Linked DNA regions of Anas platyrhynchos: region 2 is linked to region 1. Evidence: chromatin contacts called from public Hi-C data. All regions are on one chromosome and are shown on one strand. The core of a region is the stretch at or near the end of the contact, and the rest is flanking DNA. Distances in the headings are between cores, read along the strand shown.

What was found. A called contact is a pair of places that touch in the nucleus more often than the background predicts.
Region 2: a contact with region 1 is called in a Hi-C map of subcutaneous adipose tissue, with 1.7 times the contacts expected there. The contact joins the promoter of DAB2IP here to the promoter of PHF19 in region 1.

The regions. Positions count from the first base shown.
Region 1 is chr18:11,966,748-11,973,688 of IASCAAS_PekinDuck_T2T, forward strand. PHF19 (PHD finger protein 19) reads right to left here and starts at 5,095. Exons shown (of 15, transcript XM_072025233.1): 1 at 4,487-5,095; 2 at 3,179-3,379; 3 at 2,813-2,894; 4 at 2,539-2,634; 5 at 2,347-2,447; 6 at 2,084-2,232; 7 at 1,689-1,784; 8 at 1,383-1,451; 9 at 465-585. The coding sequence starts at 3,370.
Region 2 is chr18:12,133,437-12,140,402 of IASCAAS_PekinDuck_T2T, forward strand. DAB2IP (DAB2 interacting protein) reads left to right here and starts at 5,672. Exons shown (of 18, transcript XM_027470777.3): 1 at 5,672-5,806; 2 at 6,268-6,365. STOM (stomatin) reads right to left here and starts at 5,702. Exons shown (of 7, transcript XM_027470783.3): 1 at 5,542-5,702; 2 at 363-466. The coding sequence starts at 5,590.

The DNA.
Region 1 (6,941 bases), core at 3,845-6,344:
GCGGCGTAACAGAGTCCAACACGCCTCGCTTTTATCACAGCTCCCAGCTCCAGCCCTGACTGGGAAGCTTGTCAGGTACATCACAAACAGGAAAATCCCATCGCAAAGTTGATTAAGTGAGCTTGGAGCATGAGCTCCCCACACTGAGTGCTGTGGGGATGAGCAGGGCTGCGGGCTCCTTCAGGTCCGTGCCATGAGACGGGTTTTTGCAGAGATGCCCACACTTATCAGGGCAGGACCGGCAGCACCACAGCCCCACTGACACATGGACATGTCCTTTTCCATCCCTTGGTCACCCGTCACCTGCCAGCCAACATGCCTCAGCCTCACGAGCCCGGCCACCACAGGGAAGGCCTCATTACCCTGACCACGGCTTTGGGGACAGCCAGCCCTAACTTTCCGCCCCATCAGTGGCTCTCCCTCATGCTGCTGCCCCCCAGCCCGGCCCAAGCACAGGCATTTACCTTTCCAAGCTGCAGAGGGTCCCAGTGGTGGTTGACGAAGGCCAGGATCTCCTCAAAGTCAAAGTACTTCTTCTTGCTCTGCACACCCAGGTTGTAGAGGGCGAGATGGACGACGTCCACCCTGCGGGAGCAACCAAGGCCAGGGGTCAGCAGCCCACTCCCAACATTACGGGACCACAGTTGTGGGAAGCGTGATGGCCCAGAGCACAGCACCCCTGTGCCTCAGGGATGGGGACATTCCCAAAAAGCAAGCTCCCTGAGACCAGGAGCTCAAGAACATGCTGCTCCCATGACAAACACACAGATTTTTGGTGTTTTAATAAGCTCCAGCCACGCACTCTTGCTGCCGTTAAGTACAGGAGCACGATGGCTCTCGCTCACATGAAGACAGACTGTTTACAAAACCGCCTCCCCTGTGGGACTTTACACTTGCATCTCCAAAAATGAAAGCCAAGCAACATATCCTGGAGGATTTCCCTCATCCCTCACCCAGCCTGCTCCCCTGCGTCGCTCCCTGCAGCATCCCCACAGCCCGTTCACACCACCAACGCATCCGCAAGGAAAAGCTGGGCTGCTGGCACCATCAGTACTTTTTATAAAGCGCTTTTGGACCACCAAGGTGCACCATAAGGTACCATATGAGCTTGGGATTTAATCACAAAATTTGATGACGCGTCCCCTAATTGCTTTTTGCAATTATCTTCTGGCAAACGTGTGCTTTGGCTCCCAGACAACCCAGCAGGTTTGGAGCACGCTGTGTGGGAGATGCTCCACGACCTCGCACTGCTGAAACCCGGCGTTGGGGCTGGCCCCAAGGCGAGGGCTCAGCAGCACCGGGCACCAGTGAGCCCTGTGCCCCACAGCCACCCCATAGCAAGGACCTCAAAGCATCACAAAGAAGCCAGGGCTGTTCCTTACCATCTCAAGGGCAGGCGCTTGATGTATTCAGGTCCCTGGTTGCACACCGAGCAGAAAAACACATAGAACCTGGAAAACAGCAGGGATGGAGCATGTAAGGAGCAGTGGCATCGTCCCCACACGTATGGGGGCCTAGAGATGGGTGGTGCTGGGTGCTGAGGGTGACTGTGACCAGGAGGAGCAGGACTTGAGGGATGGGGCCACCCCTTCTCCCCCCACCCCAATATGGAGCTGCAGTAGCACCCGCCTTGGTGTCGCAGCTGGCTGGGGGAGATGCAGATGGGACCCCAGGACCCCAGGACGTACCGGTCTCCGAACATCATGGGGTCACTGAGGCACTGGGTGCAGGCTTCGTGGAACCACTGCCGGCAGCGGTAGCACTGCAGCATCTTCAGGTACCACCTGGGGAGGGAGAGGAGCCGGGTGACAGCGAGGGCAGCACAAGTGGCAGCCACCACCCCGGCGTCCCCAGCCAGGGAGCTGAAGTTTGGCCCTGGCTGGCATTGTCTGCAGCCAGAGGGGTGGAGGCAAACAGTGCCTCCTGATCGCAGACACAGGGTGGGCAGCCTCAGGGAATGGTCCCCCAGCTGGGGACTTCTCTCTCGGAGGAAAAACCCCCACCCTGACCCCATCTGGGTGTTGCAAATGTTTTTGCACATTAAATTTCATGGGACAGCCCTCCCGGCAGGCAGGGTGCTTACTCGCCAGGGCCCCCGCAGTAGCAGTAGCACTGCTGCTGGTTGGTCCGGTGCGGGGAGTCCCACTCCAGCAGGTCGGGGTTGTAGGACAGCACCATCTTAACGGCTTGCAGCGTCTTGGCGATGGCTCCCTTCTTCAGGGCACCCCCCTTCTGCAGGACCGAGCGGGATGGGGTCAGCACAGCCACTCGGGGGGGCTGCATCCTGCATTGCCCCACCGAGAGCGGGCAGCACACGCAGCCAGCACCCCCAGCAGCCCCACTCACCCGCACGGCCAGGGCGAATATACAGCGGCGACAGAACCACGGTGTCCCCAGTGGACCCTCGCCGCCGCTTGCCACCGGGACGTGGCACTGCTGGTGGTAACCTACGGGAGGGCTCAGCATCAGCACCGCCGGGCTGGCCGGACCCACGGTGCATGGGATGCAGCAGAAGCAGGGTGATGTGCCCGCACTCACCCAGCCCGCACTTCCCGCAGATGAGGATTTCGTTCCTAGGCCCCGATGTCTTCCCCAGGCAGACGTTGCACTTGGGCTCCTCCCCGGGGACGCCGGCTGTGGAATAAGGATGGCAGGGTCAGAGAGATGCAGGGTCAGAGATAAGCGGGGCACAGCCACATCCCTGCACAACTGCTTGTGGCACTCAGGCTGCTGCGCCCCACATTGCTCCAAAACTGGCTGGGGGTGCAGGGAAGGGGATGATGGCAGCAGGGGAGGACGGGGCAGCACTCACCATGCTGGATGTCCTTCCAGAGGACCCAGTACTTGGAGTTGTCCTCAAACGTCACGAGGCAGCTCTGCTTGGAGCCGCTCACCTGCAGGAACAGAGTGGGGAGAATCGGTGAGCCCCCACTCCCATTACCAGCACTTTCCTGCTTTCCCCACTGACTGCCCTGACTGAGAGCTGCAGGAAGGCAGGTTTTGGGGGTGATACCCAGGGGATGTCAACCCAAAAATCCCAAATGACCAAAGACACAGTGCAGCACAGGCCAGCACCCATGCGAGCCACCCCAGGGCATGGCGCTTGCACCAGCTACTCTTTGGATGCCCACTTTCCCTTCTGGGCACCCCCTTTCCCCTTCTGAGGACCCCCTTTTACCCTTTTGATCTTCCCGAGGTAGTAGAGCCCATCGGTCCAGCGGCACAGCACGTACTGCCCCTCCGTCAGCTTGACCATGAGCTCCCTGCAGCTGCCCCCCCTCCGCGCGGAGGTGGCGGCCGGCGCTTGCTGGACACGGCCAGCGGCCGCGTAGACATCGCGGATGATGGGGTTGAGCTTGCTGTTCTCCATCAGCAGAGCCTGGGGGGGGGACGCAGCCGCTCGTCACCGCGCTGTCATGCGAGAAACCCACCGGCTGGGCAAGGTGCTCGGCCCCACGGGGGGCTTTGCCTGTGGGCACCGAGCCTGTGGACGGCTCAGCCCCTGCAGGGAGTGCTCGGAGCCCACAGAGCCAACAGGGATGAGCTGGGCTGAGCTACGGGTAATTTCTGTGAAATCAGCCGGAGCAGCCTCAGTCCTCGCCACTGCCCAGCAGGGGTAAAGGGACCCCGACCGCCCTCAGCCCCGAGCTGCTCCGTGAGCGCAGCGCGTCCTGCAGAGGGTGCCTTTGGGGGATCTGCAGCTTTAAACTTAACGTGGATTTTTACTTGACGGTCTCCTTGCAGTTTTACAAGCTCCCCAAGCCGGAGGAGGGGGGGAGCCGGGAGCCCCAACCTGCAAGTGAAACCCAGCGGCCGGGCTTCGCTCCCCGCAAAGATTTGGAGCAAAAAAAAAAAAAAAAAAAAGAGGCAAAGAGGCTGCGCCCGGCAGCTGCGCCTCCCTGCAGCAAATCTCGCCCCGCTCTGAGCCACCCCTAAACCAGCCCCAAGCCTCTTCCCCCCCCCCCCCTTCCCTCCCTCCCTTCCCCGGGGGTGCGGTCCCGGTGCCACCCGTTCAGCGCCGGCAGCGGCCGAGCCTCGGGGACCCCCCCGGGGGCCGGAGCTGCCCCCGCCCGCCCGCCGCGTGTCAGCGCCCAACCGGGGGGTCCCGAGCTGCGCCCCCAGCCCCAGCTCCAACCCAACGCGGGGGCCGTTTTCGGGGCCGCCCCGTCCGGTCCCCCCTCCCGTAAGGCTCCCCCAGCCCCGGCGGCACCTGCCGGGCGGCGGCGGGGAGCGGCGGGCGGCGGCGAGGAGCCGCCATTGGCTCATTCAAAGGAGCTGCGGCGCCGTCGCGTCCCGTCCAGCCCCGTCCCGTCCCTCCCGCTCCCTCCCGCTCCCGTCCCGTCGCATCCCTCCCGCTCCCCCCGCATCCCTCCCGCATCCCTCCCGCTCCCACCGCCCCGTCCCCCTTTCCCTCTCCTCCGGGGCTGCTCTCCTCCTCCCCCACCCTCCCCATTAATCCCGGAGCCGTGCCGAGCCGTGCCCTTACCGCTCGGTGCCGCGCCGCCCCTCTGCCGTCGGGCCGGGCCGGGCCGGGTCAGCGCCCGCCCGCCCGGGGGCCGCCGGGGCCGCAACGGGGAGCGGCGGCGTGCGGCGGGGGCAGGGCGCGGGGCGCCATCTTCCCGCGCTTCCCGCGGGCATTGACGTCCCAATTATGCAATTAGCGCGGGGCCGCCTCCACCGCCGCCGCCTCCCAGGGCTCGGCTCGGCCTGGCACGGCTCGGCACGGCGCGGGGTGGACGGGCACGGCTCGGGGGGGAGTGGGGGGGGGGTGGGCACGGAGCGGCGCGGCACGGGGCATCGTAGCCCGGAGCGCTATGGCACAGCGCAGCGTGGCACGGCACGGCTCGGGCTGGCACGGTTCAGCACGGGAGGGTCAGCACAGCACGGCTCAGCACACTATAGCATTGCACAGCATGGCACGGCTCAGTGCAGCATGGCACGGCACGGCTCAGCACACTATAGCACGGCACATTGGCATTGCACAGCATGGCACGGCTCAGCACACCATGGCACAGCACACTATAGCACGGCACACTATGGCATCGCACACCATGGCACAGCTCAGCACGGCACAGCACACTATAGCATGGCACGGCGCCCCCCCCCCCGCTGTAGGCACCCCCCCAGTGCAAGCACAGCCCATGGGGTGCCTGCAGCTGCCCCACGCAGGTGCCACCCCGCCGTGTCCCCACTCCCCCTGCCCCTAACCGGGGCCCCTCCGCTGGCGCCCACCCGCCTGGGGGGCCCTGGGGCACCCCCAGAGCCCCCCGGGCAGGGGGTGGGCAGGGGTGCCCCCCGCGCTGCTCTGCCCGCGCCAGGGAACGACCCGTGCTGTCGGGATTCCCGGAACCGGGGGTCGCTTTTCTCTGAATCTCAGCAGAGAAAATCCATCACTGCAAAAATGCTTCGGCCAGTGCCAAGAAGGAGGCTGAAGGATTTGCTATTTGCCGGAGAGCGCTGCCAAAACAGAAATGTTTTCAGGCCTGCTCAGACAGCAGAGAAGCTGATTCCCGATTTAGGGTCAGAGCCAAGCGCAAGCGGAGTGGATCCGAATTTTATTGCTGTAATCAATGAGCTCCGCGCAGTGCCGCAGGGCGGCTTCCCCACGCCGGGGCTCATTGCACACCTGCCAAAAGCTCCCCCCGCACACGAGCTGCTCCCCTACGCGTCACGCACGGTGCTAAGATGCCTCCTGAAGGTCTCTGCACAATTCGGTCATCTTAGAGCTGGTTTTCTGCAGCTCAAACTTCCCCACAAACCAACGGCATCGCGCTGCAAGCACCTGGCCCAGCAGGCAGGCAGTGCCTGTGCGAACCTGAGGGGTTCTGCCACATGTGGGGCACTGCAGGAGTGCTGGTGGCTGATTTCCAAAGTTTGAGCCATAAACCCGTGTTGGCTCCCAAGTAAATATCCTGCCTGCAGCGCTGCAGGCCCCCAAGTGCCCAGGCAGTGAGCAATGTCAGAGCGCGGGGCACGATGAAGCCCACGTTCATTTTAAAGCTCCTGGACATGGGTGCAGTGGCTAACGTGACTTCTGCAGTGCACCTGGGACACTGCTCAGGGTTTCCCAAGAAATGCAGAAATAGTCCAAATAGTCCTGGATTGTCCTCCTGGGGGCCAGGAACCACGCGGCACCATGTGCTGTGCCGTGCTGGCCGCACTGTGCCGTGCCATGCCGTGCTGTGCCATGCCGTGCCGTGCCTAATCCTAATTGCCCAAGGCTGGGCCCATGTTTGCAGAGCTTTAGGCAGCCAAAAAAATTGGCAGCTCATTCTCCCTGCATGAAACGCCATCCTGTGCCTTCACAGGGAACCTGACGCATCTTCAGAACAGCCCAACGACCAAACTCCGCGGTGAGTCATGGTGTGCTCGCCATGAGTCACGGCAGGATTAAAATAACTCCTGCACCATAACCCTGCTCACGGACAAACACCGCTGCTCACCTCCCTGCAGTGCCTGGGGCTGGTTTGGATCAAAAGTGGCTGGTGTGGGACAGGGGGGCAGTGCCGTGCTGCCAGCCGCTCTCCTGGTGGTGCTCGGGCAGGGATCCTCTCATGAGCTCCTCAACCATCGTGGTTTATGCTCACAGTGTCCTGGAAATGCGGGCGGTGTGACAGCTGCATCGAGCCCTGGGTCACGCTCACCCCGTTAATAAGTGGGGACAATGTCACCAAGCCCCCTCCAGCATGCAGCAGCTCCCTTCATCCTGGGAGAGGGCACCCCAAGCCCAGGGCCTGCCAGTGGAAAGAGCACGTTAACATTGCCTGGGAACAAAAGTCCCAAAGAACAGGAATAAAAGAGGAACCTGAGGTGGATGCTCTGTTTCCAAACACCAATCCAGCCACATGTGAGCATCTCTCCTGGTTTCTCCGTGGGGGCCTCTTCTGTGCTGCCCCCACTGAGCCCAATTCAGGGCTTGGACACAGCTGAGTGGCCGCTTT
Region 2 (6,966 bases), core at 4,422-6,921, 170 kb after region 1:
GATCTTAATACTAAAACAAACAAAAACAAAAAATAAAAACAACAAATAAACAAACAAAACAACAATCCTCCAAGATTAACTATGAGTTCTTACAAATTATTTTGATATCCCAACTAGCTTATGTACAAATGACAACTGGGTAGACAGTAAAGATGCCCATGCAAAAATCATTTTGACTAAACACTGTAATAGCACTTTTCTCTTTGATCTGAAGATTAACATACAGAAACATTTCTGCTATAGTCCAAGAGAGAATAGATTCACTTGTGTTTAAAATAAATATGATAGTGAACAATAATAACCACTGGGAAGCACCTGTACTGCTTAAAGTTTTAATCCAGCTTAGCAGTGAAAAATTTTACCTTGATGCACATCCAGATCGATATGGGAAATGTAGCAAGAATTAAAATATAAGAAATTATCACCAGAATCCATCCACACACACCAAGGCCAGCATTGGATTGATCTGGAAGAAAAGAGCAGAAATTTTCAGAGTTTTAAAACAAAGAATGCTTGTTAAGGAGAGCACCTACACTGGGATATTTACTTTGAACAGTCCTTGAATAAGTCACTGCTAACATTACTCTTACTGCCAAACTCATTAGGTTTAGATCAAGCCAAATTAAAAGGCAAATTCTGCTTTTGTTTGCACTGCTCTCAAGTTGCACAAGGTAGCAGAGGACAGGATGTGCTTCAAGTCACATTCATGCAGAATTAAGTATGCACTTTCACACCCACACCTGGAGCTAACAGATTTCAATACAAGCTTTCAAATGCTTCCTTCTTCCTCAGCATTCTCTAGCAGAATGACATACAGGCAGCAGTAGAAATCCTGTTCCTTTAGGAGCTAAAGAAGTCAGAGCAACACTTGCTTCATAATGAGTGAGCTTGAAATACCCTGTGGCCCGTCTAGCAATAGGACATTTAAAATTTGGTTTATATTCCAATTGTCATAGATGCAGATCTGAGAAAACCTGCACTCTCAGTATTGCTTGATCTAGGAAGTAGCATAAGAGGTAGTGAAAGACTACCTGACTGTAAAATAAGGTCTCTGTAAAAAATTTCTTGTCCAAAGACTCCTATTGCTTAGAAAATAGACACGCTAGTGCTCTGTCAGGAATGACACCGACTGAAGGTATTTCTAGAAACACCAAACAAGAGCTAGTGGTATCAAATACTATACAGCTAAAAAAAGCAACGTGCCACGATTTGTTGTCAAGCATTCATGAAGCGATAGGAAGTTTCCCTTCCTGCCAGTTAAAACTCCCAACAGGCTGCCAGGAGCCCACTGCCAAGCGGGGACATCCCAGGGTGAAACACACAACGATCACATTCCTGCTAGAGATACTGACATCCATCCTTCTCACCCCAGCTGCTAAAAAGCCAAAGGTATGCTGCCAAAAAAATCCCTGCAAAGCTCAGAAACACACAGCTCACATTTAGATAAAAGAAAGTTGCTTTGGGGTCACTCTTCCCAATTTTGCTGAACTGTAAATACACCTTTACAGTGCTACAGATATGTGATCATTATCCTAACTTGATCAACACCACAAAAGGCGTGGAGTAATTACCTACCTCACTGCATTCAGCAGCTTGCTTAGCACAGAAATTCAATTAATGAGCCTGCAAGTTTCTGTTTAGTTCTACCTGGTATTATACAATAAATTCTGCCCTGTACTCACCAGAAACAATTATAATTCCATTTTTACAACAAAACTTGCCAATGGTAAGAAATAAGTAAGTCTCCAAGTCTCTACCCTAACAGAGATTCTGGGCAGAACCCATTTTGTTATAAAGCAAAATCTTGACTTTGAAAAATTCTAACAACTCCAGGTACGGGCATAAGCACTTTGTGGTGCCCACAATTGAATTCAGCCTTGAATGAAGAGGGAAGTGAGACAGATGAGTCATTAGATAACCCTGAATGCAAATAATAGCAAATGCTTTGCAAATTCAGATCCGCAACACTTGACTGAAGTCACAGAAGTCATCAAAATAATTGGGAACCGATATAAAAGTTTCCATTCCTCTTTTTCCCAGATTGTGAGCCTTTCTGCCATTGAGCCTTTCAAGTAAGACAGAATACGGAAGCGGTGGAAAGTAACTGTTGTCTCACGTGGTATCTTCAACTCGACAAAGTTACTCAGACCTGAAGGCCATTGGTATCTTATCCCTTTCACATGCCAGTGTAATAACCCTCAGGGAGGCATGTCATGTTGTGTGTCACTTTAAAGTTCCTCTGTGGAAAGTTACCTAAAGATACTGCCCTGCAATTTCCTGTTACGTAATGGAAATTCCAGCTTAAAGGAGTCATTTCCAGGTCTTCTGAGGAAGCCACAGAAATGCATTACCTGGAATACTTCACACCCATATGTACTGTATAGGTAGCTGTTGGCATTAAGCAACATCTATAAACTCACTACTGCAGGGAAAATTACCTCTTGCTTTGCAACAAGGTGTTAGCTAACCTAAAACCATAAAAAGCCCACACTGATTAAAGAGGAAAAGTTTCCTTTTCTCTTTCATTTGCTAATTTTCATAAACCTAAAGGAGCCAAGGATCCTGCTTCAGTTCTACTCTACAGCTTACCATCAAAGCTTCACTGCACCAATTATCTGCTCATACTTGAACCACACCGCTAAAAGAAGTATTTGTACATTTGCTTCCCTGATGAACCCAAAGGTGGAAGTTACAACTCAAGTAATGTACAATTTCAAGATCTCAAGTAAGCACATTTTATTGAGCAAAAATTATTGTCCAATCATCCAGTATATTTCACAACATGTGAAATGCTGTCTCGTGAAAAACCATATGAAATACAGGAAGCGTGTTTGGAATCCATGCAATGAGCTTATTATTGCAATTCTTGAACATCTCATGCATGGAATTTGGATAACTTCAGCAACTGGCCACTTGTCAGCTGCTCTCAGTCAGGCCCATCAACACAGCACTCTACATAGCAGCAAGTTCAACAGCACCAAAATGAGACTGACAGGGACAATGCAGGTGGAACGCACAGCCTCAGATGCACCTCTTGTGCATGATGCATATCCCTGATCACCCAACCTACTGAAAAAAAAAAAAAAGATTTTGCACAACACAAAGTGCTGGCTTACAGCAGACTTCCTCCCAGCCCTCCTTCACTTTTTGCTTTCACCCATTCCATACGGGCACCCTTCAGTGGAGATAAAATGTGTCTTTGTTTTGGCAGGCAGTGACAAGCAACAGCTCGGGGAGATGCTCTTTTCATAAAATGTCTGCAAAACAACTACAGAACTACTGAAGACAGACTTGCAGTGTATTTTGCGATCTCGAGGCAAAGCAACAATAAAAAGGCCTGTCTAATTTCCTAGCTGCATCTGTAGAATTCAAGATCAGCAAAAGAGAGCTAGAATGAGAAATAAGGAAAATTGGTTCTGTACTGGGAGTTCTGCTTGGGAACACTAAAGAACTGGGTTCTGCTTCTTGACAGATCCCCATGTGAGATTTCTGATACTGTTATATGATTAAACTCATAAAGGGGAGATGCAATTTACTCCTTCCAAGGGGAAAAAACAAACAAACAAACAAAAAAAACCACCTTATTTAACATCACACAGTCCTTTTTTTTTTTTTTCTTTTTTTTTTAATTTCCAGTGACTTTAGCTTCTCAACTTCTCTTCTTTGCTGCTTGATTCTCCCAAGTGCTGAGTTACACGCCCCACAGCTTCAGTTCAAATGTTATCCACTTTTTCCGGACTCTAACAATAGTCTTGCTCTTTTGTTATCAAGAAACTCTAAACTCAGACATGAATTTTATCAAAGAATCCTATTTGTGGACAGTCTGCAATAAATTATGTATCTTTAGGAAATAAACCACAAGGGAAAAAAAAAAAAAGAAAAACATCTTAATTGAATTAGCCTTGGACCCCTTTAAGGCTGACTGGAACAGTTACTGCTGCTGTATCCAGGAATCATCACTTGACTCATCAAACAGTATTAGCAATTTATTACAAACAATTAGTTCCAGGAACTGAGATGAAAGGGCGAAGTTCTCCTATGACCGCTTTAGGTGTGGCATGCCCTTCACTGGAGATCTATTCCCTTCTGCAGAGCCTGAGCACACACAAATGGAACAAAGGCATCCCTGTCCAATTGCAAGAATGTGTACAACTGCGTTGTCCAGGGAGGTGGGGGAGTCCCTGGGGTGTTTAAGGAAAGGTTGGACCTGTTGCTTAGGGACGTGGTCTAGTGGGTGATAGCGAGGCAGGGGGACAGTTGGACCTGAGGTCTTTTCCAACCTTAATGATTTTATGACTCCCAGGTGCTGTGGTGGGAAAGGACCTTCCTCCACAGCCGAGCAAGCACCACCAGACACAACAGAACACACACAGGGCTTGGAGCACCAGATGGGCACTTCCACTTTCACGCTGCTGCTCTGAAATCCAGGGCAGTACGAGAATGACTCAGTACTGTTATTGCGTGACAGTTATTCCAGGATTTGCTAATTAGCAAACAACAACTACTGCTTTCAATGAGAACTAATCATTTTTTTTTTCAAAGCATTTCAAAGCTTTTTACATGGGAAACAGCCAAAATCATCATGTCTCGTTAACCGAAATTACGTCTATTGCCTACTTGCTCTGTAGATACTTTATCATGACAAAAATAACTGCTGGCCAGCCTCAGCCTCCAGAACAACGCAGCACACCACAGAAGAAACACTGGCAGCAAGGCAGGGAAGGGCTGGCAGAGCCCAGATGAGACTGGGGTCAGAGCAAGTGCTGCTTGGTATCCTAACCAATGTAGCTATGGGATGAAATGCGAGGCCTCGGCATGGATACGAGAATAAAACGTGTGCCATGAGGCACCGGGCCACAGAAATCTACGGGTATTTATACACCATGGTCTGCCTAGCCAAAGCCCTTGTACACAGGGGGATCTCACACATGTGCTTCCTTCTCCAGTTGCAGCTGACAAAAGTTAAATTAAGTCACCCCTCTTCAGCAGTATGAACATAACAGGAAAACGCTCCAGCTTTCGGTGAGAGAAAAACCACCAGCTGCATCATTTGAGCGCATCACCCGCGAGGCAACATCCTCTAGCACACCGACACCTGACCGTGCCACAAAAACGCTATGGTTCGGGTTTTTTTTTTTTTTTTTTTTTTTTTTTTTTTTTTTACTGAAGGGAAAGTTGAATGCAGCGCAGAGGGTTTACTAACGGGGTAAACAAGCCGTCCCCCGGCCCTCTGGGGCTCCTCGGGGACCGCGGCTCCCCTCCCGTGTGCCCGCTCCGCTTCGCGTCTCAGCGGCCGGAGCCCCGCTGAGGGGAGCCGGGAGCGGGAGGGCGCGGGGCCGCCCGGGCTGAGGGGAGCGGGGGCTGCCCCGGGGGCGGCGAGGCTCTTCTGAGCCGCTAACTTCGCTCTGCGAACTTCGCTCAGCGACAAACGGGAAAGAAAGAAAGAAAGAAAGAAAGAAAAGTAAAATAATAATTAAAAATAAAAACGAAGCAGATAAACCGAAAGGGGGCCGTGCTCCCCTCCCACCGCCCCGCCGTTACCTCGATGTCGCAGCGCCTTAGGCACCGACCCCATCTCGCAGTCCGCCATGGCTGCTGCCGCCTCTCCTCAGCCCGGCCCGCCCTGTGCTGGGGGTGGCCGCCACCTGGGTGGGGCCGCGGCGCGGGCGGTGGCAGCCGTTGGGCCGCGCGCTGCCGCCTCAGCGCCGCTCCCCGGTGCTGTGAGGAGCCGGGGGGCACCGACCCCAACCCCCGAGCCTCGGTTCACCCCGCCCGCCCCTCACAGGCAGGGAGAGGGGGAATTGAGGTGTGAGGAAGGGGGTGAACGGCCCCCGGAGGCACGGAGGGGAGGCAGGGGTGTGAGGGACGAGGGCCAGAGGCAGGGGGTGTCCTGAGGAAAAGGGGGAGTCCTGAGGGGTGGTCGCTGTGGGGGGAGGAAGGTTTGAGCCCGGCCTCGCGTTCAGGTTGAGGTGGGAATGGGAGCCTCTGGTTCCTAGTGGGTAAAGGTGGGTCTCGTGTGAGAGGATGAGTTGGGAGTAGTGTGCAAATTCATGGGTTTTTGCTTTTATCCACTCCTTTTAAGGAGTTATGCGCTGGTGCATTCTGTGCCTCCTTCTGAGGCCCAGCTAAAGCGTGTGTCCAAAATGAGGGGGGAATTGAAACACTCCTAAAGAAAATAACCATTTCTGAGAAATACACCTCAAGTTTCAGGTATTACTGCGGTTCTGACCTGTGTCAGGACACTGACAGTTTCCCAACCTATTGCAGGACACTGGTGGAGAGTTTGGAGCTTGAGTCCCCTTTCTGAAGACACCAAAGCTGTGATCCCCGCTGTTGTCCCACAAGGCTCATCCCACAGGAACAAGGTGTGTGTAGAAACACGTTGTTACACATATGGTCTTACACACCAGTTGCAACAATAATATTATAAGGAAGATGAGGGTGTCAGCATTTTTCTCTCTCTCGTTTGCTGACCGTTGGGTCTTCTGGCAAATAGATTGCTTAGAATGCCTCAGAATGATAAAGAAGGAAGGATGAGTTTGAAATGGGAGGAACAAGTTCTGTGAAATCACAGAGCAGATGAGCTTTGGTGAACTCTTGTCACCAATGCCAAATTTGGCACTAGAAAAGTCTAAGCTAGTGCCAACAACAAGATCAGTGCTTTTAAAATTAATATGAATTGAGCATTAAAAAAATGTGTCCTTCTTGATTTACTTAATTTCAGCAAAGAAAAGGAAGCATCTGTTAATTTGCCCTATCATTAAACTAAAAAGTCTGCAAATAAAAGGCCTTTTATCCTACATGAAGCTGGTAACCTTGCTTCATTTGAAGCTCCAATATCTCAGCAACATGTTGTGTACTTATGTACAAATTTATGTTGGCATTTTGCTCAAAAAAGAGAAAGCCTTCTGTCTAATTTTAAATACGCTCTCATTCCATTTCTTTTGCTGTCTTAAGACGTTTGCC